3 separate regions of the Zea mays genome follow, and regions 1 and 2 are each linked to region 3. A link is a contact called in public Hi-C data. All regions are on one chromosome and are shown on one strand. Each heading gives the region's core, a stretch centred on a gene start, on an enhancer-like site or on the middle of the called end of the contact. The rest is flanking DNA. Distances are from core to core; before and after follow the strand shown. Region 1 has its middle 32 kb from the start of LOC103632007. Region 2 holds the start of LOC100277419. Region 3 has its middle 58 kb from the start of LOC100283707.

What was found. A called contact is a pair of places that touch in the nucleus more often than the background predicts.
Region 1: a contact with region 3 is called in a Hi-C map of tassel, with 2.2 times the contacts expected there. The contact joins two enhancer-like sites. A contact is called at or near these places in 2 of 25 Hi-C or Micro-C datasets (leaf mesophyll and tassel).
Region 2: a contact with region 3 is called in a Hi-C map of ear, with 2.3 times the contacts expected there. The contact joins the promoter of LOC100277419 here to the enhancer-like site in region 3. A contact is called at or near these places in 4 of 25 Hi-C or Micro-C datasets (bundle sheath, ear, leaf and 1 more).

Annotation. Positions count from the first base shown.
Region 1 is chr9:68,308,220-68,312,398 of Zm-B73-REFERENCE-NAM-5.0, forward strand. No RefSeq gene overlaps it. Among protein-coding and RNA genes, the nearest start is that of LOC103632007, 32 kb to the left of the region's middle. Within about 2 kb of position 2,457, at least 17 of the 20 cell types and tissues checked have an H3K27ac peak or open chromatin away from gene starts, as enhancers often do. A contact at or near this core is called in leaf mesophyll and tassel, where this site is marked.
Region 2 is chr9:67,940,029-67,944,112 of Zm-B73-REFERENCE-NAM-5.0, forward strand. It overlaps LOC100277419, which reads right to left and starts at 1,409. Exons shown (of 8, transcript NM_001150984.2): 1 at 1,111-1,409; 2 at 803-1,006. The coding sequence starts at 1,263.
Region 3 is chr9:68,126,873-68,130,947 of Zm-B73-REFERENCE-NAM-5.0, forward strand. No RefSeq gene overlaps it. Among protein-coding and RNA genes, the nearest start is that of LOC100283707, 58 kb to the left of the region's middle. Within about 2 kb of position 2,284, at least 17 of the 20 cell types and tissues checked have an H3K27ac peak or open chromatin away from gene starts, as enhancers often do. A contact at or near this core is called in bundle sheath, ear, leaf and 2 more, where this site is marked.

The DNA of each region.
Region 1 (4,179 bases), core at 1,207-3,706, 180 kb after region 3:
GACGATCCTTGACCTTGTTCGCCTCCTTTCTCGTAGTGATTTGTGTCCATGTCTCTGTGGAAGAGGTGGACAACAGAGTTCTCCGGGTAGATGGACCCTCTGTTCCTGGTTTGCAGGAGGGAGTCTCGGTTCGGAGCGCTAGAGGTCGCGCTTTTTCTTGCTTCGTTCCGGCTTTTCCAGAGTTTGTTGAGGAAGGCTTTCTCTTCGGCGGATACGCGATGCGATGTAGAGTTCCCTCTTCATCTGCCATGGATGAAATGGTTCCGAAGCAGAATGTGGACCCGGGACGGAGGACGATCTTGTGCTGGAAGGTGATGGCCATTGAGCTAGCTTGGATCAGTGACACACCCCCTACCTGGCGCGCCAGCTGTCGGTGTTTTGGGTCCGACCGCGCACCCAGGGTTGCCCCTCGAGGTGCTTTTTGGGGTAGGACGGTGTTACCGACTGTAGCTCGATGGTTCGCGCTAGATGCACGAGAGACAGTGGACAATTTTGTACAGGTTCAGGCCGCTTTGAGATGCGTAATACCCTACGTCCTAGCGTGAATACTTTGAGTGGTGGGTTACAAGGAGGTTCTCTAGTATCGAGGATGTTAGAGAACTGAGTGGATGGCTAAGTGGTGAGATATGTTTTTGAGGGGATGCCCCTAGGCCTTATATACTTGACCGTGGGGCGTTACATGTGGATATGATAACAGCGTGAGCCTAAGTAATAGTGAACCGACTGAGCTTATCTTCCTATAATTCCGCCGACCTATCTCCGTTCGGTTCCGATGTATGAGGACACTGCGCGGGAAGGTCGGGTCACTATTGCGGTTGCCCAAATTCATCGGGTCATCTAGGATTGCGTTGATCCAATCTTGTGTCACTCCGCTTCACTAGGCGTCCCTCCCCAGGCCCACGAAGGAACGACCTCGCGAATTATTGGGCCCAAGGCCTTTCGTGAGGTTTTTTAGCCTTCAAGTGGACCCGGGGGATATCTGTCCCCCACATTACCCATCTGCCAAGGGGTCATGAATCCCATACACCTCTACTAAGGAAGCGAGGCAGGGTAACACTACGAGGCCTTTACAAAGTTCCACTAGCTTCAGAAAACCTGCTACAGTTTCTAGGAAGCTCCAATGCAGGGATCCCTCGCCTCACCGCCATCGCAGCAAAATCAACCCAAGTACCTCCCTACACTGACCACTCCCCTACTGCCCTTGCCCCTTTCGGGTAAGGTAGTCATCCACTAGCTTTCCTAATTAGTCAGCCAAGGGCATCCCATACTACCCTTGTGGTAGCATTGTTTTCCCAGGTGGTTCTCCATGTTCCCATTAACTTAATGATATTATCATGAACATAAATAACATAACAGAATAATATGAACATGGATATAATGAAATATTAACCCAAAAACCGTGTAAGCAATAGCATAACTACCCAATGATTCAGGGGTAAACAAGGTAAAAAGATAAACAATGTAGGGTGACGTATTGGATCCCATCCAAATTAAACATATACATGAATAAATGATATTAAAGAACATTATTGGGTAACAAAAGTGGATCAAGGGCACAACTTGCCTGGCACTTGAGATTCCAGGTACCAACTTGCTCTTTAGATGACACGTGTCCTCACTACTAAACATAGCAATACAGAAAAACATGTATAGGCAAAATTAACATCACACCAAATATAAGAATAAACTGCGTAATAATATTCTACGGAAAGCTACGAGATCGTGGATTTGCGAACCACTAAAATCAGAGTTACGGTTAAAGAATTAGGATTTATGGTAGATCTACATGATTAAACTATATTATGAATTGATTAGTATACATTATATGAGAGATTATTCCATGAATAATTAATTCAATTTTAATCCTAATTATATCATATTTTAATCAAACTATAATTATGGATAGGTTAACTTCGGTTAGAGGAGTTCATTTATTAAACATAGGCTAGACAAATATCTAATTATAAAAATATGTTCTATGGTACAATTAATATTGCCACTGCGCAGACAATAACTTTATGAAACTAACGTAACTGGAACGAGTCAATTCGGAATTAAAACGGAGGAATTATGAATTTCTGAAGTTTTAAGTGCCTCGCACAGGATAAATTAAGTAAACAATTTTAATATATGTTTTATGACTAAACAGAGTTACCAAGTGTTAAACATTATTACTATAAAAATATTGCAACTGGAATGGATTAAAAAGGTGCTAAGATGAATTTTATATGCATTATATAAGTTCTGGAATTATTTTGGCACTAGAAATCCATTTTCTAAACTATTTTTCCTATTTTCTCAAAGCTCTAGACTGCGCACACTATTTTAACAAAGACCTAAAATGTTAATTATAGGACCTGCCTGCAATGATTTTTACACACTACTGTACCGCGGGTTAAATAAGGAAACATGCAGGGCCTCTTTACCAATTGTTCTTAGCTGAAAGGGTATGGGCTGGTTCTGGCCGCACGATCTGTAATCTGTGGCCCAGATTAGACCTTGGTCTGCCCAAATTCCGATCATCAGATCCGAATCCAAGGGCACAGATTTTATAAGCGAAGGGATATGTCTCGTTTTAATCTTGGTCGTTCAAATCCAGATCGACGCCTAGGCCATTATCTCCTATCTCCCGACAATGCCAGGCGGCGGCGCCCCGTGCACCAGCGGTGACGGCTCACCGGAGACACGCGATCCAGCGTCAGTACCCCAAATGATTACCCAAGTAGTTCAACACGCAGTAGGGAACAAGGCGAATCAAAATAGGGAGGGCACAATGTGAATCACGCCTCATAGTTCCCTGCCCACGGCGCGCGGCGGCTTCCCAACTTCCGGTGACAAACCCGCCCTAGCACTACGGCGCAAACAGTGCAAGAGCTCGTGCAGAGGAAAGAGAAGACAATGGGATAACCTAAGGGGCAGTAGATTACCGGAGGCAAAGGCAATAACGAGGCCGACCATAGAGCGGAGCAACATTGGCGGAAGACCTCAACTCCGGGGAGGAATCTAGGGCGACCCGTTCACCAATCGAATCCGGCGAGGCCACGAAGAAGCGCTGACTCCGCCGTGAGTACCGCACAGCGACCGGCCGAGGCCCAGGCACTGGTTGGTTGAGAGTGTAGACGACAGCGGCTCCCTGTGTCGTGCTCCCACCGAGGTCAGGTTCCTAGCAATGGGGAAGATGGAGGGGGGAACCCGTGATTGTTTTATAGGGCCAGAGCGAGTCCGCCGAGGAGATTGGCGGCGACGCGGATTCCACAGCGAGTCCGTTGCGAGCGTTTCCGGTGGCATGACCCAATGCGCGCGTTCTGCGGAGAAGACGGACCTAGTCATCGGGTCCCACGGTGCCAGCGAGCCAACCACGCGACCGACGCTGGCGTTCGGGGCCCATGTGTCGGCACCGGTCAGCTACCCAGGCCGCCACGGAATTACGGTGGGCCGATTAGGGTAGAATTGGCCCAAGCGCGGTACAGTGGTTTCTTTTTATTTTTTTTATTTTTTTCAGATTTCATTTCTAGTTTTATTTTCCATTCCAAATTCGAATTTGTAATCCAAACTTAGGGTTAATGTTTTCACGCACAATCAAAATATCCAGCATGATGCAACGTTTTTATTTTTATTTTATATATATTTTCATTGCTTTAATTATTTTAAGCAACTTCTTCCAATTCCAAGTGTATATTTTATACCCACCAAATATATGTTTTAATGCAATAATTTCTATTGTACCAATTTATTAATAGTTATTTCAGATAACATTTCTAACATTTTATCTAAAAAGAATAACTTAATTTATATAAGATCATTAAATCTTTTAGTATTTAATTATATCTATTTAAGAAGATGTGACTTAAAAGGTGATATAAAGAATATCATGTTTCAAATCTTCGTATCATTCTATTAGAAATCCAAAATAAAATTTTTGGGTGCTACAAATTCTACTTTTCAAACTTAAGCTTGTCTCAAAATTTTGAGCACAAAGGTAAAAATGCATGAACTCCATTATGAGGTGCATAATTCTATATTTCTTTAGTTTGTTATTTGGCTAGTTTAATTTTGTTGTTCAATTGAACGTTCAAAAGCATGAGAAACCCAATAATATCCAAAGGTTTCAAAAAAATCCCTAAAACACGATCATAAACACATTTATTTATTTCATCATCATTATTTTATTTTATTTTC
Region 2 (4,084 bases), core at 159-2,658, 190 kb before region 3:
CTGTTTTTCCTGTTATGTCCTTCCTCTGTTCAGAAGATGGACTATATTGCATATTTGCTTATGCTTTGGATATTGGATTTGAATATGGATATACTCCTGTGATGTGGTATGCTGCTTGTGCTTGGCTAATTGGATAAGGTATAAACTGCTCTGCCTAGTGGGTGGTAGCTACTTGTGCATAGACTCTAAAATTGGCAGCAAAAAGGTGTGTATCAATGAACCTTTGTCCAGCTCTACTGTAGGTGAAGGTGTATGTGTATGGCGTCATCTCACCGAATGCCTTATTCGCCTAGGCATCTGGAAGGGGTGGGTCGCCATGCCTCGCCTTAATCACAATGTTTTATGTTTATGACTATGAATTTCACGTCATCTGAAAGCTTTCTCAAATATGAATCCATTGATATCAAATTAGTATGGTATAACGTTTAAATTCTTGAATTAAGCGTTAGTCAAAGATTAACAAGTTTGAATCTTGGGTTCTGGGAACACCATACCAAAAGAAAAGGATCCAACAGTATTTATCTGTTTATCATGCTTATCAGATTATAATATTTAACTGATTATATATCATCATTTACATTCAGAAGACGCAGCTCATCCTGAACACAAATTCCATCCTAGGAGACCTGTTTCATGACTTTGATGATATTATCCTCAAGTTCGGTCTTGTGAGCTAGCCACATTTCAACATTTTTATCCCATGATTCCACACTCAAAAAAAAACAAAGTGTCCTGTTAGCAGTGCAGCACAACAGGTTCCAAATCGGTTCCATTTTGGGAAATCAAAAAAAAAAAGACTCACCGGTAGAGAGATGAGATCGAACTCATCGTCCGCGAGGTCGGCGAGGAGCGCGTCGGCGGTAAGCTTGATGCCCCATGAGGCAGCTACGGACGTCGCCCCCGGCTCGACGGAAGCGACGGCGACATCGGCCCCCGCGCGCCGGAGCACGTCGATGGTGATGACCGCCTCCATCGGCTCCGTCCCATTCGCGATCGGGACCAGCACCTGCGGGAGCAACCAAATCAATCAGCCGTTCGTTCCCCGTCACCAATTAGGACGCAGTGCAGTGGGCAAGAAGCTGAGAGCTGAAGGTCGAGGGCGGCACTTGCCTTCTTGGGGGTAGGGGACGACGCCATGGCCTGAGGGGACGAGGAGGTAAGCGCGCGGGTTAGGGTTTGGAGTCGGCGGAGAGAGGGACGATGCGAGGGGACGCGCGGGGTTCTGGAGAGCGGAAGTGCGGAGGTGAGTGACCGCGTGGCCATTTCCTCGGCTCGTTATTCCTTTGCTTTCGCGGTGGTGTTCCAGAAGCAACGAGTGGTTTTCCAGAATCCAACGACCACACGGGTCTTCTCGCGACTCCATGAAGCGCTATTCACACACACGCGCACGCGTGTAGGCAAGGGTAGATATCGAGTCAGATCGACTCGTTATGGTTCGGCTTGTTATGTCTTATTAATGTAACGGTCGGTTTGGCTCGTTATACAAACGAGCTAAACATTTGGTTCGGTACGGCTCATTAGAAAGCTCGAGCTAGGTCGTTAGGCTCGTAAGCTACATAACTAAGAGCATTTTTGGCATGACTCTGCTTCACTCCAGAGTAGCTCTACTCTAAAACTCTGGGTGGAACAGCTCTGCTCCAGAGTTTAGATTGTTTCTCATAATCGGTGGCGGTGGCGGGTAAATAACTCTAAACTCTATAACCAGATTGCTTTTTTTGAGCTTTCGGAGCAGCAAAAGAGGCACTCCAAAAAATTGTATTGTAGCTCCAAAAACTCCATAGAGTTTACAACTCTGGAGTTCGGGTGTTTGACATGCCCTGGCCAGCTCCTCCTTGGAGTTTTACTCTGAAACCATGCCAAACACGCCCTAAATACAAAGATCTATGTACATAAAAATATATATAACACTGAAAATCATATTTTAAGTGTTTAACACTGTCGGCGTTTCGGACCCGCGAGGACCGTCAACCGACCAGTGAATTTGTCGCTGCGTGTCCCTGCCCAGATGGGTTGATGCAAGATGGAACACAAGCGGAAGGATGAGGCTTATATTATCTTGCACCGGGGTGCTCGTAGTAGGGGTTACAAGCGTTGCGAGAGAGCGAGAGCGAGAGCGAGAGCGAGAGAGAAAGAGAGAGTATGGCCTTGGGGTGAGCTGTTTGAGTTTGCCTCCACCGCGTCTCTCCTACTATGCCTGCCTCTGCTCGCCTGCCTTTTTGCCCTCTCTGCGTCCCTGTGTCTGCGTGCCTTAGGAAGGCCCTGGACATCTTCTTTTATAGATACAAGGAGATGGCCCAGTTGTACAACGGGGGTGTAGCTATGTGCTAACGTGGCTGGCGGAGAAGTGCCTTGAGCCCTGTACCCGTGCTAACGTGGCCGTCGGAGGAGCGCTTGAGCCCCGTAGAAGCGTAGCTGACGGTGCGGCCCGGGGTCCTGCTGACGTTTCATTGCTTCCGTAAGGAGCTGAGAGCCATCGACGCCATGGTCGCACGCGGGGAACCATCATTACCTACTATCGGAGTAATTTGATGTGACTCCGGTCTTGTCCCTTCGTAGCGAGGGGTGGCTAGCTAGCGGTAGGGTAATGATGTATCCTTGTAGCATAGTCGGTCCGAGGCCGAGGTCGGGCGAGGCGGAGACTTCTCCTGAGGCCAAGGCTGAGGTCGGGCGAGGTTGTGACTCCTCCCGAGGCCGAGGCCTGGGGTCGGGCGAGGCGAAGACCTTTTCCCGAGGCCGAGGCTGAGGCCAAGGCCTGAGGTCGGGCGAGGCGGAGCTCACTGTTGCGCCCGAGGCTGAACTCGGGGGAGGTCGTGACTTACTATTGTCAGTTTTACCCTCGTGGTTGGCACAGTAGTCGAAACGGGGTGAATAGCGTTGTTTTCCTGTCAGAACGATCAGTAAAGGGGCGAAGTGACTGCGGTCACTTCGTGTAATACCCAAAATGTATACAGTGATACTATATTGGATCTCGTTATTTTATGTACCATATTTGCATCATAAAAAGAGCATGCATAATTAAGAGTGATTAATTAAAACAAATGATACTAAAATAAAATAAAGTGCATCCGTTGGAGTTTTTGCTTGTGCATTTAATACAATAGTAATAAAAGGAATGAAAATATAATAGTGATAATGAGGTGGAGAAGTAAAGGAAATGGGAAGAAAAGAAAAGAAAAGAAGAGTATATAATACAAAGAGAAATTATATTTTTAGAATTGGTACCTCTTAATTTTACAATATAGTTAAGAATAAGTTTAGCACAAGTTTGAATTCAAATTCAAATTGAACTTGGAAATATAGGAAAGAGAATAGAGTGTAAAAAGAAAAGAATAAAATGAACCAAGCCAGAGTGGGCCGGCCGCCACACTTCTCGGCCCAGTCGTTTTCCCTCCACGTGCAGCCCACTATGCTGCCTTCCCTACGCTACTGGCAGCCGGGGTCCACGGCGCAGCCCCTTGCTCGTGCGCGGCTGTCTTCCATGCGGGACCCACTGTCAGCCCTATCCTCTTCCTCAAGTCCGAATGGGGGGCGCTAAAACAGAATCCCGCCGTGATCTTCGCCGCTGCGTTCGTCGAGCGGTCTCCTCCGAATCGAGCTCTACTCCGGTATAAAATCCTAGACCACCTCATCCTATCCACATCCCAAGCTGCCAGGATTTGAGATCTAGCGCCATGGGGGGGGGAAATCGACCTCGCCACGGGAGGGAGACCATGCCCTCTCCCCGCCACCATGGATTCCCGCCTGTGTGGCCAACTAGGCACTGGAGGATGGCTTTGGCGCTTCACCGATCAACAGGGATCATGCCCAGGGCCCGTGGGATGATGCGAGTTTGGCTGGGAGGATGGACCTCGCCGCGGTCGACGTTTCGTCGCAGTATCGGTGAGCGCCTTCACATCAGTAATCACGTCCTCGATTATGTTTGACGCTAGGTCTCATGCGGGGCTGGGCGCGCGACACTTTTAGCGTGCCTCACCTGCGTAGGCCTCGGGTAGCGCGCAGCGGCGGTACCGTACACCGGAGTATCACTACCTCGTCCAAAACGCCATTAGCGCACCAGTCAGGGGAAATCGAGGGCCGCCGCGGG
Region 3 (4,075 bases), core at 1,034-3,533:
AACCAGATTCTAAAAAAACTCAATAGAAAAAAAGATGAAACAGACATGCCCATATCCGGCTTAAATCCACCGTCGATTTAGATAGATCCGAATACGTGCATGCGGTACAATGAGCTTTTGTAAAATTTGGTAAAATACAGTAGCGGTCGTAGTTTTTTGTCACTCGCTTTTGACTTCTGAGAGACAAAAAAAATGCAACACGGATGAATTAATGCTTCCTTCACCCTTTAATCAATCCCTAATGAAAACTAATTAAAGAGAGATGGTTAAAGAAATAATCGACAATCGAGAACAGCATAACGCAGGAATATGACAGGATAATTCACTTTGCACATTCTTGACCTTCTTCGATGGCTCATATCAGAATTAATTATAATTATACCTGCGGCCCTGGCTCTACAGAGGAAGTGGCACGAAGGCAGTACAAAATAACTTGAGAGACTGAGAGATTTGCATCTCCCTCCATGCCCCACCCGCCCCATACATGACACTGTTCCTCTATTTATAGTAACAAAATACAGCTTCAGATAAAAATTATAAACATACGCACGGATCCTATATACATGAACTAAGAATCAAGGATGACGTCGCCTTTTCCTCCGTCGTGTCGTTTTGGCCAAATTGTCGCCCACTTCTACTTCGTGTGTTGTTATTGCGGAACCGAAGCTTACTCCGTCCGGTCCGTCCGCGCGTCAATCCTATGGGGCTGAAGCTTCATAGCTTCGTCTTTGCTTCATGCGTAATTCTGACGAAGGCTATCTTCGCTATCCATTCAGCAATAGAAGCCCCCAACAGCAGTGTTGCTACTCACTAGTGATACAGTAACTACTAATCACCTACCGTGTGGACTCTATACTACAAGTCGGAGCTAGCGCGACATAAAAGGGGTTGAATGCATGGTGGATGCATCACAGATTCACAGATGTTGAGTCGCCTTGCACTTGCACAGGAGAAGCCATAGGATATGCGCTGGACCAGGATGTGCAGGGATTAATACTCTGCATGTGCGGTCAACCAAACTTGCAAGCTTATCAATGCATTGGCTGCCAACGCCCTGACAGCATGCCACATGCACTCACCAGCGCAGAGCGCAGGGGCACAAGATATCGCCTTGGTTTGGTGTATCCATTTCCATTTTTTTTTTTCCTCTCGCGGGCGGGGCGGGGCGTGGTGGGGTGGGCCAAAAAGCTGCGAATAATGCGACCCAGTTGGTGAGCCAAATCTATCAAGCTGCAGCACTCGCCCATGGCCCGTTGGAAACTTCCAAAACCACGTACTATGTGTTTGACAAAAAATAAAAAAAATAATAAAGGAAAGAAAAAAAGAAGGTAGGGCGGTCTCCATCAGTGGTCCTAGTGATGCAGAGAGTTAGAGATCGACAAACAAACACACACAAAACAACCAAAGATATTACTCCTTCCGTTCCAAAATAGCGGAGTTCTTTTTAGCCTACTTTTTTTTCTTCTGTCCACATTCATTTAAATGATAATAAAAATATAGCGTAAATTACATTCATATATTACTTAATGAATGTGTGATTAATCTAAAACGAACCTTTTAAAATATACATGCAGTTATGCCCCGTCAATTTTTTTTCTCATGAAAATAACGTCCGGACAATTAATTTATTTGTTTTTATAAATGTCAGCATCTTGTTTTCTAGCTAAAAATTAGTTAGTTCAAGTCACAGTGGTCGGCTGCGAACGAAGGGAGTGAACATCTAATATATATGTGGCGCTTTGACATCAATTATTGGGCTGTCAGCGTGCGTGCATGACGCTGTTTTAATTCGATATATGCACAGCACTTTTTGCCTGTGACGGGCCGGGGAAGAATAATGTTGTTCGTTGATACAGTTAAGCGTCGTAATCAGGATTAGAGGTTGAGCTACCACGATGAGACCAACCTTGACATTCTTCTTGTTCCAAAGAGAGATCATCATATGCTCCGGCTGATGACGACGACTACTCCCCTTCTCTAGCTCATTAAAAGCACTTCTCTTCAGGGAGTTATACACCCTTAGACGAGTTGACTGCTAATCCGAAATGAAGCTGCTTCGAGCTTTGTTTTTTTTGCACACCTACATGCGAGCCATATCATCCGTCAACGCGGTAGGCGGGTGTTTATGCACGTGAGAAGGGACCCTGAAGTGAAGTGAAGCCTCATCGAGCGAGCCCAACTGCAGCGTGCGTGGTAGAGCTGGCGGTCCACACGATCCAACCCTAGCGAAAGCGACGGTTCAACTCTCACCGCAGGCGTTGGTTTGTTTGTTTAGGTGGGCTAACAACCACCACGTACGGCCGGACCGGAGCGGGGGCATCTGCTACCTGCCTGCCGTGGGTATAGGTGTACATTCGGGCCGCCCGGCCCGGCCTGGCCCAAGCCCGAAAAGGCCCGTAATGTTTGAATTTCGGGCCGGCCCGACCCGTTTGAATTTCGGGCCGTGCTGGACCGGCCTATGGGCCTAGCCCTCGGCCCACGGCCCGACCCGTAATTGCTTAAACGTGCCGGGCTCATTTCGGGCGGCCCGAAATTATAAAAGCCCGAAATTCACATTACGGCCCGAAATTCAATTTTAGGCCCGAAATTCAATTTTTGGCCCAAAATTCACATTAGAGCCCTAAATTCAAAAAAAAAAACAAATAAAAGATAAGACAAATAAATTTGAACAAAATCAAACTTAGTATTTGTATTAAAGTTACCACAACTATGCAATGACTACCTCGTTTATAAATCATTTTGTTAGAAGAAAAAAGAGTATAATCAACTCTATACAAAGTTCGTATGTTCAGTTTATTGTCTAATGTTCATAACAAAAGCAAAATTACATCACACACTCTAATTCAAAGCTAAAAAACATCTAACTAGCATTATCTCTAGCTTTATGTTATTTATCAAGTACATGAAAGTGTGGAATGAAGTGTGGTTTTAATAAATATATGGGCCTTTTCGTGCCTCTATATGGGCCATTTCGTGCCTGCCTTAAACGGGTCGTGCTCGTGCCCGCCCATGGGCCGTGACCTCAGCCCAAACCCGGCCCGATATAACGGGCCGTGCCGGCCCGGCACTAAATTATTTCGGGCCGTGCCGTGCCTGGGCTGTGCTTTTTTTCCGTGCTTCGGGCCGGCCCACCAGACCCGGCCCAAATGTACACCTATAGCCGTGGGCGATCGGAGAGACGACAGCCTAGTAGCGATGATGGAGCCACACCCACCACCCGTACACCTGCTGTTCATCCATATACGTACGTACGCACACCGACATGGAGATGAAGCATCTGCTTGTTCACGATGGTCTGAGTGTCTCTCACCTCTCGAACCGATCTCCATCCCATGCAGCATGCTACCAAAAGCGTACTCTACTGGAAGAAAAGCCATCGGGAGAACATATGCTGCACTGCACTCAACTTTAGCATCCTAGCAGCAGTCTTTTATAAGCGTGATGCGTGCGTTGCGTAGGGTGGGGTACTCTCTACTTAATGGGCTTTCGGCCACAGGTGAAGTGGGCCGGTGACACGCTCTGACAAGGCCTATCAACATTCTAGCCTATTAAGGCATGGGTTGTCTCACCGCCGGCCGCGCCCGCGCCCGCGCCCGCCTGGCTTAACTGAAACACGGTCCATCCGTGCAGGGACACTTCGAAACAAAGGCCCAGATGCCATCAACCACCACCACGTTCTCCAACATACGATGAAAGAAAGGGTCATCATCGATCGTCTCATCGCTGAAGCACGCGTCTCATTCGTGTAAGTTTTCTCACAAAAAAAGATGGACGAGCACAACATGATCCTATGGAAGCATATCATGCATGTAGAGTGAAGAAATTAGTAAAATGAATGGGTGGTCTATCAACTTGCACATGTGTGTCATTTAGATCCATGAATACTAAAAATGCATTTTTAGCCGATAATATTGTCTTTTGGTTAATAGCAGATCCAAACCCCTTCAGCCAATTCTAAAATTCGTCGTGGCATCGATGTGGTGTCGTCGCGGAAACCTGCTAAGGGTAATCTTTGCAGCCGACACACTAGGAGCCAGGAGGTGTGCTTGCGGATGCGGATGTCCTTCCTGACCAC